Regions from separate parts of the Zea mays genome. Here region 2 is linked to region 1. The links are chromatin contacts, called in public Hi-C maps. All regions are on one chromosome and are shown on one strand. The core of a region is the stretch at or near the end of the contact, and the rest is flanking DNA. Distances in the headings are between cores, read along the strand shown. Region 1 has its middle 58 kb from the start of LOC118476345. Region 2 has its middle 56 kb from the start of LOC100281162.

What was found. Hi-C and Micro-C count contacts between places; a contact is called where the count stands out from the background.
Region 2: a contact with region 1 is called in a Hi-C map of leaf, with 5 times the contacts expected there. The contact joins two enhancer-like sites. A contact is called at or near these places in 3 of 25 Hi-C or Micro-C datasets (ear, leaf and tassel).

The regions. Positions count from the first base shown.
Region 1 is chr2:113,024,774-113,031,586 of Zm-B73-REFERENCE-NAM-5.0, reverse strand. No RefSeq gene overlaps it. Among protein-coding and RNA genes, the nearest start is that of LOC118476345, 58 kb to the left of the region's middle. Within about 2 kb of position 3,441, at least 12 of the 20 cell types and tissues checked have an H3K27ac peak or open chromatin away from gene starts, as enhancers often do. A contact at or near this core is called in ear, leaf and tassel, where this site is marked.
Region 2 is chr2:112,818,359-112,824,882 of Zm-B73-REFERENCE-NAM-5.0, reverse strand. No RefSeq gene overlaps it. Among protein-coding and RNA genes, the nearest start is that of LOC100281162, 56 kb to the right of the region's middle. Within about 2 kb of position 2,327, at least 14 of the 20 cell types and tissues checked have an H3K27ac peak or open chromatin away from gene starts, as enhancers often do. A contact at or near this core is called in ear, leaf and tassel, where this site is marked.

The sequences.
Region 1 (6,813 bases), core at 2,192-4,691:
GCGTGATTTAATGTTAGTGAGTAGTTGGAATTCCGAGCTATATGAGGATTATGTTAAAAACTAGTAGGCGGCGTGTAACTGCGTTCGTATGGTGAATAATAGGTCGGTAGGTATTGTTGATGTCAGTAGCAAATGTAGTCTTATGGAGTTTTACGCCATGTGTAAATGCCTCCACGATAGACCCCAAAAATATGCTATTTAGGTGACTTGTGTGTTAACTAATTCAAGTTGAGCAATGGTTGAGAAACACTGATCAATCGGCTCCAACCCATGTTCTTGAGTTACGATATCTAAAATGGTTCGCTAGGTCTTCTACTGTGATTAGCCAACTCATGTTAAATAGGAGTCGATTTTGTTAAGTGTTTGTTATATATGTGTTGTCTCGGATTGCGATGATAAGAGGCAAGCCGACGTGTAGGATGTATAGCGGCCTATGTTGTTGCGCTAGTTAGCCGAATTTTAGATGACTTGGTTAAGCTCGTAGTCACGATGATTTGCTTATTGTAGTCTAAATGTGTATGGTTTTGGTCGCGGGTAAAGAGTAGTAGTGCTCATGTGATGTCTAATTTAAAACGCAAATTGTTGGGTGATTATCGTAGAGAATGTGTTGTTAATTGGTTGTAGTAATTTTAGTGCACTAAATGACTTGAATAAAATTTGCAAGTCAACTTGTTGGTTCTAATTGATTGTCTTAACTCGAATAAATAGTAAAGCGTTAGAATAATTCAAGTCTCTCGAACGCGGCGATTCTTGAATTATATAGGAGCCGAAATTTATTGATTGTTGTTTTGGACTGCACGCACTATTTTAGTTGTGCTGTATGTTTGATAAACTAAATTGTGTTTTCTGTAGATATGTGCTATAGTAAAGTGGTAGACAATTTTATTATCTTTCTGGTGTTAAAATTTGACAGCCATAAGTCTGACCGTTTAGGAGTTATGCTTTTTACGAATTCAGTAACTGAATCTGTCCAAATTCTGTACAGATTTCCGAAACTGCATTGTTTGCTCAATTTAATGTTGCAATCTGTTCATGGTCGTTATAAGAAAGTTGTAGATGCTTTTCTGATCTTGCTTGTGTTAAAATTTCATAACCATCGGACTGATAGTTTAAGAGTTATGAATTTTACAAACTGGTTGTTGTGTTCTGTCCTCTGTCAGAACAGATTTCAAAAACTGTAATGTTTGATTTGATTAAACCTGGAATCATTTTACAAACTGGTCGTTTACAGTGTCTTGCAACATAATGTTAGTTCGCTAACATGTACTTAAAGTATCTTGTGCTATTTCATTATATTCATACATATGCATCTTGCATCTCATTTAGGACCGAGAGAGGATGATCGTGCAAGTGATGTGGTGCCACCCACAAGATGCAGTCGGTGGACGATCCAAGGAAGGATGGACATAACCAGTGGATGCTCGCCAAGCGAGTACCTCCCCCAGCAAACACTATCTGAGTGTTAAATTAAAGGCAAGCCCCGGTTTTATACATAACCGTTTATATATGCTATTTTACTACACTTAATGTTTGTAGGCCTGTACTGTGCACTTAAGTATAGGAGTTGCCTGAAACCCTAGTTGCATGAACTCAGGATTCCTTTTGTGATGGATACTAGTATGCTAGGTCGAGTAGCTGCTTTATTAATTAAGGATCTCGGTAGAAGTCGAGTGATTTTTCTAGCACTCGTGCGAGGTCAGGAATTGGTTGTATCCAATTTGATAACAGAATGGTGATGGTCTGTGGACACGGGTCCATGGGGACGCGTGGTCTACGAGATGAAAATTGGAATAAGGATTAACGTGCGGATACCTGTGTCAAGCGTTTGAACGTACTAAACACATGCCGAGAAATATGGTAAATTGGTAAGCCTAGTACCTGAGTGAACCTGGAAGTGGACATATCCCCTCACGTGACCTGAGACGTGGTCTCCCATTCCGGTTACGATGGGTACAAGTGCGGTCACTGCACGACGGCAGTCGGGGTCAGTGAGGCATTGTACGCCAAGGCGGTGAGCCCTGATCTGCTGACGGGGAATCGATGGGGACGGTTGATGTGTGTGGGGACGGAGTGCCTCGCCACGTCGTGTGTTTAGGTTTACCTTGCAAGGATAAAAACTCGATTCGAATCGTCTGCTTCTCGCAGCTAATGAGACTGCTTGATCCATTGTACTGCATTGAGTAATAAGTGGAAATGAGATTACTGGCAAAAGATGTTGATTGATAAAATGTTTGATACCATGTATGAATAGCTAGGTGCACATCTAGTAAAGAGGATCATACTATAACTTGAAAAGCTAAAACTTGATTTTAGACTCAACTAGTGCTTTTGGCAAACCAAACCCCTCGGCCAAACAACTGCATGTTTAGAGGTAGAGGAGTAGACTCCTCACACCGGGTAAGTCTAGCTGAGTATTAGTATACTCAACCTTGCTTGTGGCACAATTTTTGCAGGTACTCCTTAGGATGATTGGTTGATGGTGTGACTTGGCCTTCATCCCTGCCACCGGGATAGATGGTCGAGTGGGTTATTGCTTCCGCAGGAGAGGACCAGGAGGAGTAGCGTGGCCAGGCTTTGCCATACTCGGTTTTCTCCGTTAGTTATTTCCGCTGCATTAAATTTATGGTTATTATTTCTGAAACTCCGATAATGTAATCACTAATGATACTTATTAAATTTGTGGTATTATGTTTTATTGTATTTCTCTGTGCCTCATCTTCGAGTGAGCTAGTGGTATTCGATCCTGGTTAAGTGGCTTTATCGGACTAGATCCGAGAGACTGACGGTTTATTACTATTTAAGTGTGGTCTAGCCTCTAAGGCGGGACTTAGGCACTTAAGTTGGAATAATTCGGGCGGTTCCGCCACACCTTTGCAGCGATAGTAGTCTCTACAATGAGATGACCGTATAACATCAAGAGAGCTGTAATACTCAAATACCTTGCAGAAAAGACATGTTGTGCTTGTGTAACACCTTTTCTTTTTTCTTTCATGCCCTGCCCTTTTGTGCAACATTGTTGTAATGCTGTGTAATCAGCCGTACAGATAAACCTACCATGCTTAGAGACTGTTTATTTCCTTCCAGGATTATATAATCTAGCTTATGTATTATATAAGACCTGCTTATGGATTATCATAATAATCTAGGTATCTAAATTATATAATCCACCTAATAATTTATGTTGTTTATTTACATCTCAATTTATTTAATCTAGATTATATAATCTAGATAGTAAACAAAAATGGCCTTAATCCTAAACCTGACCATTTTTTTCGTTCCCTTGTCATGTGATTGTGATTTATCTGTCTCAATGTACTACAGTTGTTCACAGTTTTGCACGCTTTTGGAATAAAAAGAAAAATATTATTTATACTTGCTACACAACTTTCGGCCTGTCGGGAGGAGCCCATGGTGGGCTGAAACATGGGCTTTAACACGGAAGTTTTTGGACGAGGTTCAGAGTGGCTTAATGTAGAGGCCCATTCAGCCCTAATTCACTCATGCTCATGAAAAGAAAAACAAACTGGGTTTACATATTGGATCGTTTACAATTTTGTAGGGGTTTTAAACACGCGTGAAGTGCTTCCATTTTAAAAATCTTGAAAACGGTAATGTTTAGAGGACATGCTGTAAAGAGTTGTGCCCATGCATGAAGTTTTTCTCAACTAATTATGAGAGACATATGAAAACCATGTAGTACTCACAGTAATGTCATGATCTCACCCTTGCGTTATCATACTATATATACAATCATGTGCTATGATTTTTCGTGATACAGATAAATTCCAGCTTAGATTTTCCGGCAAAAAAAAGAAGGGAATTTATATTGACTGACCCCATCAGCTTGTGTTTTGTTGGCTCATGGGCAGATTTCAGCAAGATAAGGCTGTGCATTGCAGCCACATGCATGGGCAGATCCACAGGACAAGGATGGAAACCTTTGCAACACACAATGTTCGATGAGGGTAGCATCCGTTTCACTACGTGGTGGTGTACGTGTAGCACACATGTGTGGTGTGGCCGTGCATGTGGGGGAAGATCGAAGATGCATGCAATCGCGTCCAAGATTCATGAAGAAATATGGAGAGCATGCTTCTGTGCATGCCCGACCCAATATGATGGTGGAGTCAGGAATGTAGCACTTCGTATTCTGTTGCAGTACACATACTTATACGGTATTTGATTTGAGAAATGACTTCATACGTTCTAAATGAGACGGTGAATCGTGAGATGCGGTCAATCTCGAGATCATTTTTTCTTCTTCTCAAATTTGACGAAATGATTTTATTTCGTTTACGAGTATATTAACTATTAAGGAATGAGATAACGATGGATGAAGTCATTCCATTTCACAAACCAAACAAAAAGCTAAAAAGTGAATATAATGGACTAAGATATTTCTCAAATTGAATCAAATACCATATTTATAAGAATGGTGATATATAATTGCTTCACAACAGAAAGCTCAGTAATAGCAATATAGAACCTGTTTAGGAGGGCTCTCAAACTGTCTCCGATTTCGGCAGACGTCCTCCCAAACGGTGCCAAAAACAGCTCCTAACAAAGAGCATTCAGAAATTGGAGCCACATTGGGGGAGAAGTCGGAGCTAAAAAAACTGGGTCTGTACGGCTCCTCACCCTGCTCCTAGTCCAGTCCCTCACGCGCCCGATCCAGCGTTCGTCACCCCGCATGTGACATTGCCTCTCCACCTAGCGCTAGCCGCCCGGCCCCCGACATCGTTGGTGCACGCCCATCGTTGCCTCCCTGCCCAGCGCCCCTGTCGTGGCCTCGCGTCGACATCCGCCACCCCCATGCCTCAGCCAGGCTATTGGTCATCAATTTTTATAATTTATCATGGCCATAAATTGTTTATGCATTATTTGTATATACATGCATGAGGTGTTCATGCAAAAGGCTACATAGAGGTACTATGGACATTTGCCATATATATATCAAACAAAAAATACAGGAGGAGTCGTTTTGCCAAACGATTTGTTAAGAAGACACTAGAACCTGTGGAGTATTTGCTCCTGTAGTGGAGCCATAACCAGAGCCATTTTTAGAGGAGCTGGAGCCCTGTCAAGCAGGCCCATAGTTCTCATGGAAAAACCTAAAAACTAGTGCATGGCAGCAAATGGGTTCAGTATTGTATCTTCATGGCGGTATTTTTATATCTTGTGACACTAGTTGAGTGATTTAGACTGGTTACACACCTATTACTTGATGATTGTTGTCACCTAGACAACTTGGAGTTTGTGGGAGCATTGAGCGGTTGATAGATATTGTAGCTAGCTCGGATCATTCTTGTCAGGTGCTTTTGTGCTTATTCCCCATAGAAAATTTACAAAGAGCAAGTATAGTGGAATAGTGGCTCATGAGTGCCTCTCTAAAATGATTCTTACAATGGCCAATTAGCTTATAAATCATCTAGTTTAAACTCCCCATAATAAGGACATAGATTATCGATAAGCAACTAAATCCTAGGGATAAATATTATGTCATATCTTTCCTTGTGTGGTTTGCACTCCAAACTATTGTTGTAATTACACTTGTTATATGATACAAGTTTATCTACTCATGTGTAATTTGTGATTAAGTTTTATCTCTTGTTTATTGATTAGCTTCGATTCGTCATATAATTCTTTTATAAGCTATGTGTTATAATATTTAATAATTCTAAAAGTCCATATTAAATAAGCTATAATTACAATTTAATATTATATCTAAAGTTCATGGGATGGTAACACAGTTTATATGATTGGATCTTGTCACAGTTGATTACTCCTTTTTTCATTTTAAAGAGTGGCATCATATATCCTCTATCTCGATCGAGGTACGAAGGTCAGAATAAATAGAATAATAATGAATGAAAAAAGAGAAAATCTTTTAGCTGAGTAAGGGGCGAATGTAGCCAAGTGGATCAAAGCAGTGGATTGTAAATCCACCATGCACAGGTTCAATTCAGTCGTTCATTCATAGCATTATTGTAAATTTCAAAAATGCAATTTTTCATATAAATATGGCGACCAAAATAAAACTATCACTATATTTTTTCCTAGTTCTTCTTCTAAGCACAAGATAAAGTTAGATTGAGAAAAGGGTCGAGGTGTGCCACTGCTACACACGCCGTCGCCACTGAGTCAAGGCACAATTAGATTGTAACTCTAGGAGTTTTGTGTTGCCCGCTCTGTTCTCTTGACCTCCGATCTCTCACACATGCTCAGTTCTCTTGGGTTTTTTATACTAGAAAAAGGAGGCGCGCTTCGCGACGCCCTACCTCCATTAGTCGAATGCATTAACAAACTTCATTTAGTACGATTCAAATGCTAATTTACAGCGAGAACAAAAACGACAACATGTTTATGATCCTACAGAACTGAATCCCTAACGTTTATTAATTAATCCACATGTCAATATCGATTATTAGGCTCAAAGTAACTCTTTTATCTCTTTTTGCAACATTGCACCCCTCGATGACTTTGTCTCGCCATCTGCTCTTCCATTTTGTTCATCTAGTCAGAAAGCCAGAATATACCTTTCCACAATAGGTGTAGACCAACAACAACGATTATGGATAGCAAAATAATCAGTAACACTCTCAGAGTGTAAGTCTTCACTTCATGCAAAATATAGATATGTTATAAGGAGCACAATTTTCAATGAAAGTGGCACATGTGCGTAGATTACAAAGCTGGAATTTTGACATTTTAACTTCTTGCATGTGGTCACGCTGCTTACTATGTTTGGGCACATTTACCACTTCCACAACAGGGATCTGATTAATTGAAGGCAACGGAAATGAACACAAATGC
Region 2 (6,524 bases), core at 1,078-3,577, 210 kb after region 1:
AAATATTCTTCCACTGCATATTTTGCAATCGTCTTCCCTACAATGACATATAGTGGTCAAACCAAAGAAATCGCTATGAAAATCTCATCATACTGATCAAATCAAGTTGATTTTTAGATATTCCAATTGCCTCTATTTTCTTTGTCAATCATATTGACAATCGCATGAGGTAGAATGATAACAGTACGTCCAACTTGAATTTGTTGTCTTTTCCAACCTAAAAGATACACACTGTTAGCCTAGTTGGTGATTCTAGTCGGTAGTGGCAAGTTGTGTGAGTAGTAAAGAGGGAAAACGAACTGATCTTATATATCGATGGTGATTCTAGCTGGTAGGGGCAAAGAAATTATGCGACTATACTGATACCTACCTCATCTATCTCAATCCATGTTATAACTAAAGTAAAACTAGATCCAATCTACTATACATATCACCTATATACAAATCATCTAGATAAACAATTATGCATGACCTAACTTCGATACCACTATTGGAAAAACGTATATGCTACATACTAGCATATCTACCACGTTGAGCCAAGATAGCATACGAGTAGACAATTATGGGTTGTTATTACTAGGCGTGCAGTGTCGCGGAAGAATACGTCGATGTAGTGGAAGTAGCTGAACGTCCTCGTGTTCATCTGTCATGCTCAAGTTCGTTGTAGATTAACGCCGCAACAAAACAACGTATCCAAGGTATCCATATGTGTGGGGGATGAAATGTTGTGATACCGGTGTGCGCGCGTAATCCTAGAAAGAGAGGCAGCAGCTATACGATGATCTCTTAAGCATGTCAGCCTATTATGGACCCTTACTAATGGGCTTTTACCTAAAGGACTATAAGCGTTCTTATGGATCTTGATTACTTCTTGAATATGGTATTCACGACTCTACGGTGGAGAATGTAAGTATGATTTAGCTACTAGACGACGAATGGTGTCTCCACGATGACAATGCAAGTGGTGCTCACGTACTATTCTATTCAAACACCAAATCTAGTACATAATGTGCGACTTATTTGTCCTTGGCTATACCAAACGCACGCGCATGCAACTTTATAATTAATCAAGCCCTTTCGCGACCCGAAAGATACACACACTCTAGTTGGTTGGCAAATTGTGCGGGTGGTCAGAGGGAAAGTGAATTGATCTTATGCCCTGATGGTGATTCCAACCGGTAGGGAAAAATAAGTTGTACGACTATATCCATAACTACCTCATCTATCTCAATGATACTATAAACGAAACAAAATTAGATCCAATCTACTATACATATCGTCTATATGCAAACCATCTAGATTAACAACTATATGACCTAGTTCATGTACCATGTTGAAAAACGTGCATGCTATGCACTAGCATGTCTACCGTATTCAATCAAAATTAGACCAGTCCAGTGGGTCGGTAGCAGTAGCAGTACCATCCGCCGCGTACGGGTTGAGAAGAACCTTGTAACGAATTTTTTAGCCTTGTTGGTACCTACCTACCACGTCAAATCCAACTTTGTGGCAACTGTGTTTCCAAAAGGGCAATCATTATTAACTCCCTTTCTCCGTTGTTGCAATTTATTAAAAAAGTGTCTTTAATTACATACTGATTGTCGTCTAATTAAGCCACCAGCAGGCTAGCTCCAATAAACAGAAAAGGCACAAGCTAGCTAGTAACGATGGAAATACAGGCAGCTAGTACCAAAAGTGACAAGTCTCATGCATGGTAAGAGCGCGACCTGCTACCCAACTCCAGCTGTTGCGCAACAACACATGCTAATACCCCTGTGTCAAAAACATCCATGAGATCGAGCACGAGCACAAACGCCATCTCCAATAGCCGCCGCTTAATGATCACACGAACTTTGAACCATCTAGGTGATGACAATCAGCCATAACAGCAAGGATATGATCTATTTGAGTCAACGAACGATATTTAGCCTCTTTTCATTTCTTAGGGCCTGTTTGACACCGAAATATTTTTTGCGGTTCTGATAAAATAATGTGGTATCCGAGAAAAACCGAGGTATTATCAGCCATCGGGTGTTTGGTTGGGTTTTGCATACTACGGTTTTAAATAGTACAATACCTTCATAACTATAGTATTTCCGAAGTTTTGGATATTGAACTCGGGACCAAAGTTTTGCCTTAGCCACTACCATCGAGGCCACTCACTTTGTGGACGAAGCTGTCGTCGTGTCCATGGTCACCTCACAACAGCAGCAACTCATATACCAGTCGCAATACGCATCGACCAGGACCGACTACACCATGTACAGGCATGGCACGGCTATGCCACTGTGCTGGGCCGGGCTGGCACAGGCTACATTGGCTACCTAGACCTGGCACGTCAACAATCTCGCGGGTTGAGCCGGGGCCAGGAGCACGGTTAGCCCGGCAGTGTTGTGCCGGGCCCGGGCCATCAAAAGAGAGCCAAATGCACAGAATTACATAAATCACGGAATTACACTTAAGACATGGAAAATCATATAATTATACACATAAGACATCTCAGAATTTCATTGTACACATAAGGCATTTACACATAAATCACATAATTACATTGTACACATAACTACATAAGACAGTCATCTCAACATTTAAAAGCCAAGTAACCATCACAGAACAAGACAATTAGCCAATTAGATAATTAATTTCGAGCCTTAGTGCAATGCTGCCTCATTAAAAACCTTCTTAGGTAAAAACTCATACCTCGTGAGAAAACCCAAGAAAGGAAAAGAGTATAGCCAGCTCCTTATAAAGTTCATAGTCCAGTTCACAGTCCATGTCCATAGGTATTACAAAACAACATAAATAGATATAAAACCAGAAGCATTTCAAGCTTGTCTGGCTCTACAACTTTCTGGTAATGGTTCCTTCCTCCTCCCTACTTGTTCAGGAACAAGTGCCTTGTCCTTCTTAATGCTACTTATTGCAGATCCTCCCTCCATTCCCTTGCTCCCTGGTGATACTTGTTGCTCTAGGTACATAACTTCAAAAGCTGATTCAAGCTCCTTGGTTTCCTTCTCCACAGTATGTTGCTTGTGTTGGTCAGCCTATTCCTAGTCTTTTATGCATGAGAACACCTCCACCATATCCATTGTCAGCCGTCGTCGCCGCTCCTCGAGCACCCTGCTAGGTAGACTGAAAGTGGATTATGAAGATATAGTAGACACAGGGACAGTCATAATATCTCTAGCAAGTATAGAAAGAATTGGGTAAGTCTGATTATGTCGCTACAACCAACTAAGAATGTTGAAATCTGGACCAAACTTAGTCTCATTGTCACTATAAAGGTAAGAAGAGAGCTCGATAGAGAAGATGAACTACCTGTCGGGTACGATAATTAGGGGTACCCAGATTACGCCACTAAAACGCGCTTAAAATCCTAAGGACTCCGTCAAGGTACGTCCTCCGAGAACAATGAACCAAAACTCCGCCTCGCCCGAGATCCCCCTCAAGGGTCTTCCCAAAACTCCGCCTCGCCCAAGCCCTATCTCGGACAGGAAGTAAGCTCGGGAGAATCTCTGTCCCGGCAGAGGCTCCCTCACCCTAGGGCAGCCATGTCCGCCTCGTCCGAGCCCGCCTCAGGCGATAAAGACAAAGCATGCCCGAGGGCCGTTGGGAGACAACCGCATTAAATGCGCACACCTACCTCACGCCGGGCCACAGGTGAATCTTTCAATAGGATCACGGTCTTGTCAAAAGATTCACCAACATCATTACGCGTGCGCACGCCATCTGACAGCCCCTGATGGGATGCGTAATACGACAGGATGCGGACCACACCGCGGACACAAGTTCTGCCTTGCCCAACGCAGAACTCAGCCTCGGGGCTAACTCCGCCTCACCCGTGAATCCTGTGGAAGGCCACTCCGTCGATTGTGGCACGTGTCATCAGATCTCAAGACAAGGCTTGGTCGCAACCTCAGACGGACCTCCGCCTCGTCCGAGCTCGGTTCTTCCCTCGATATCTGTGATAGAGGACATTCCCAATGTCATCAGAAACAGTGGAGCTGACACATCCCACAACATGCTTTTTCCCATGACGGGCACTGTGTCGACCACTACGGTATGGGCAACCCCATGCCAGGGGGCTTGGGTACGTGACCGAGCCCTCCGCCTCGGCCTCGGCTCTCAACAGAAAACAAGCAAGCACAAGTCAACGACAAAGTACAAGCCCATACTGTCTACAAGGTATGAAGACACCCCTTCACAGTATGTAGACAGCTCCAGTCTACGAGGCAACTCTCCCTGGGCCTATAAAAAGGATAGTCCACGACTTTAGGAGTGACATAAGACACACGGCGGGTGAATACTTCATCAGTCTTCTCCTCCACATGGTATTGGCACTTGCCTCAATCACTTCCTAGGACTTGGGGTCCTCCCCTCTCCCACTGTGCTTGTAACCCCTACTGCGAGCAATTTGGTGCAAGTAATATAAGCATCATCCCCCTCTGCTGAAAGTAGGGCCTTTCGTAGCCTAAACTAGGATAAACTGCTTGTGTCAACTCGCATCACCATCTGGGTCTGGGGCACGTGGCGCTATTTGACTGGTTGATTAGGTGCAGGGATCCAAACACCGACACTACCCATACCAAGTGTAGCTGCACCAGCACCAGATACACTACCACTAGCCGAACCAACACTGTAAGTTTCATCATCACCATATATATCATCCCAAGCCTCTGTTGCCTTACCAGAACCAGTACATAGAACTGGTTGAGTACTCAAACAAGCTCCACCAAATTTATTTTCATAAATCTGAAACAATTTAGTTAGTTTGGTATGAATAGATGATGGATATCTACTATAATCAGTACCATTTAGAGAAGATAACCTCTAGAGAACTTTATGAAACCCTCTCACCTTAGCTCTAGGATCAAGAATGAAATCAAATGCAAAGAGACTAGGTATTTCTCTCCAATATTTTAGAAACTTTGATTTCATTTGAACAACAATATTTCTTAACAGTCCATGATTCTCATATGCATTAATATGTCTAGCAATTTTTAGAATATGATGCAACATTAAGGGTGAAGTAGGGTAATAATCACCAGACAGAGCCACAGTACAATCGTAGAATAATTGAAGAAAAGACAACAACTTTTCTGCAATACACCAATGATTTTTAGTCAGTAAAAAAGAACCATCACTTTTGCAAGCATGGTTGGTTTTGATCCAAACAGAAAAAGTTGTTTGATAGGGAACTAGATGCTTAAGCATAAGAAAAGTTGAATTCCATCTAACATCCATGTCTACTCCGAACTTACGAGTACGTACACAACCACTTAGGTAATATTGTTAATAAGAAGCAATGCATTGATTCGAAGAATTGAAGAATGTTATTTCAGTTCTAAAATCTTCAAGATATGGCTGCAAACTTTTCAGACATCTCTTAACAATCAAGTTAATAATGTGGCAATGTCACACCCGGTTTTGGAAGGCAAACCGAATGCGAACTATGTACGTGCCAAGATCATAAACTCACGTACACAACGATTACATAGTTGGACATCATCACACATTGCTCAAAATAAATAACGGAAATAGTACTTTATTACATCAAGATGTCCAAGACATCCACAGAGTCATTAACATAACATTGTCATTAATATTATCAAAGTGCAGAAAAGCGAACGTAGCAGATACGGCCTTCACATGCAGCTGACTGGGGGGGTTGCCACTAACACATCTAGAACTCATCGTAGTCCTGGAACTACTCAAAGTCCTCCATGTTGCCTGTATCTCCTCTTGAGCACTGATTACAGTGGGGACAACCTGGGGTGGGGTGTTTTTTAGAGCAAGGGTGAGTACACATCAACGTACTCAGTGAATGTCCCGTTTGGCTAAATTGTACTAGATGTATGTTGAGTTAAGGTTAATCAGTTGCTTTTAGTTGGTCAGGTATTTATTATCTAGTAGTAAAGCCAAGTTTTAGTAATAAACCCAGTTATTACCCAAATGTACTCCCTCCAAGAGGAAATACTAGAGATCAGAGTTATATTCATCATTAACCATAATCATAAAAGTATCCAAAGTTCTTCTAATCAAAGAAGATACGAAGCTGACTACACCTCAAGTTCCTCTATTAATCAGCTAAGGGTGTCCCATTCCACCCTCATGGTTGTACTGTTATCCCGGGTGGTCACTCAACGAACAAGTCCTTACGGAGAGGTACTCAGGAAACAGCCGGAGTCCCCTAAAGTATCACAAGATCATCATCGGGATAACATCATCGTATCATAAATATTCACATCTTGTTCATTGATTAAAGTAAAGCAATAGCATAAAGCTAACCATAATAACCCAAAAAGGTAACAAGGATAAGGTAAATACAGACTAGTCAATCCTTAGGTTTCCATAAAGTAATGCAGGACGGTGAATTATAAAGTAGGTAAGACATAGTAGGTCAGAGGACACTTGCCTCAATTAGGTTGTTGCTCAGGAAGATCTTCGGCAACACACTCAGGAACCACGGGTCGCTCGTTGTCTAAACAAAGAGATCATGCATTCAATACAAAGTTCACAAAGTG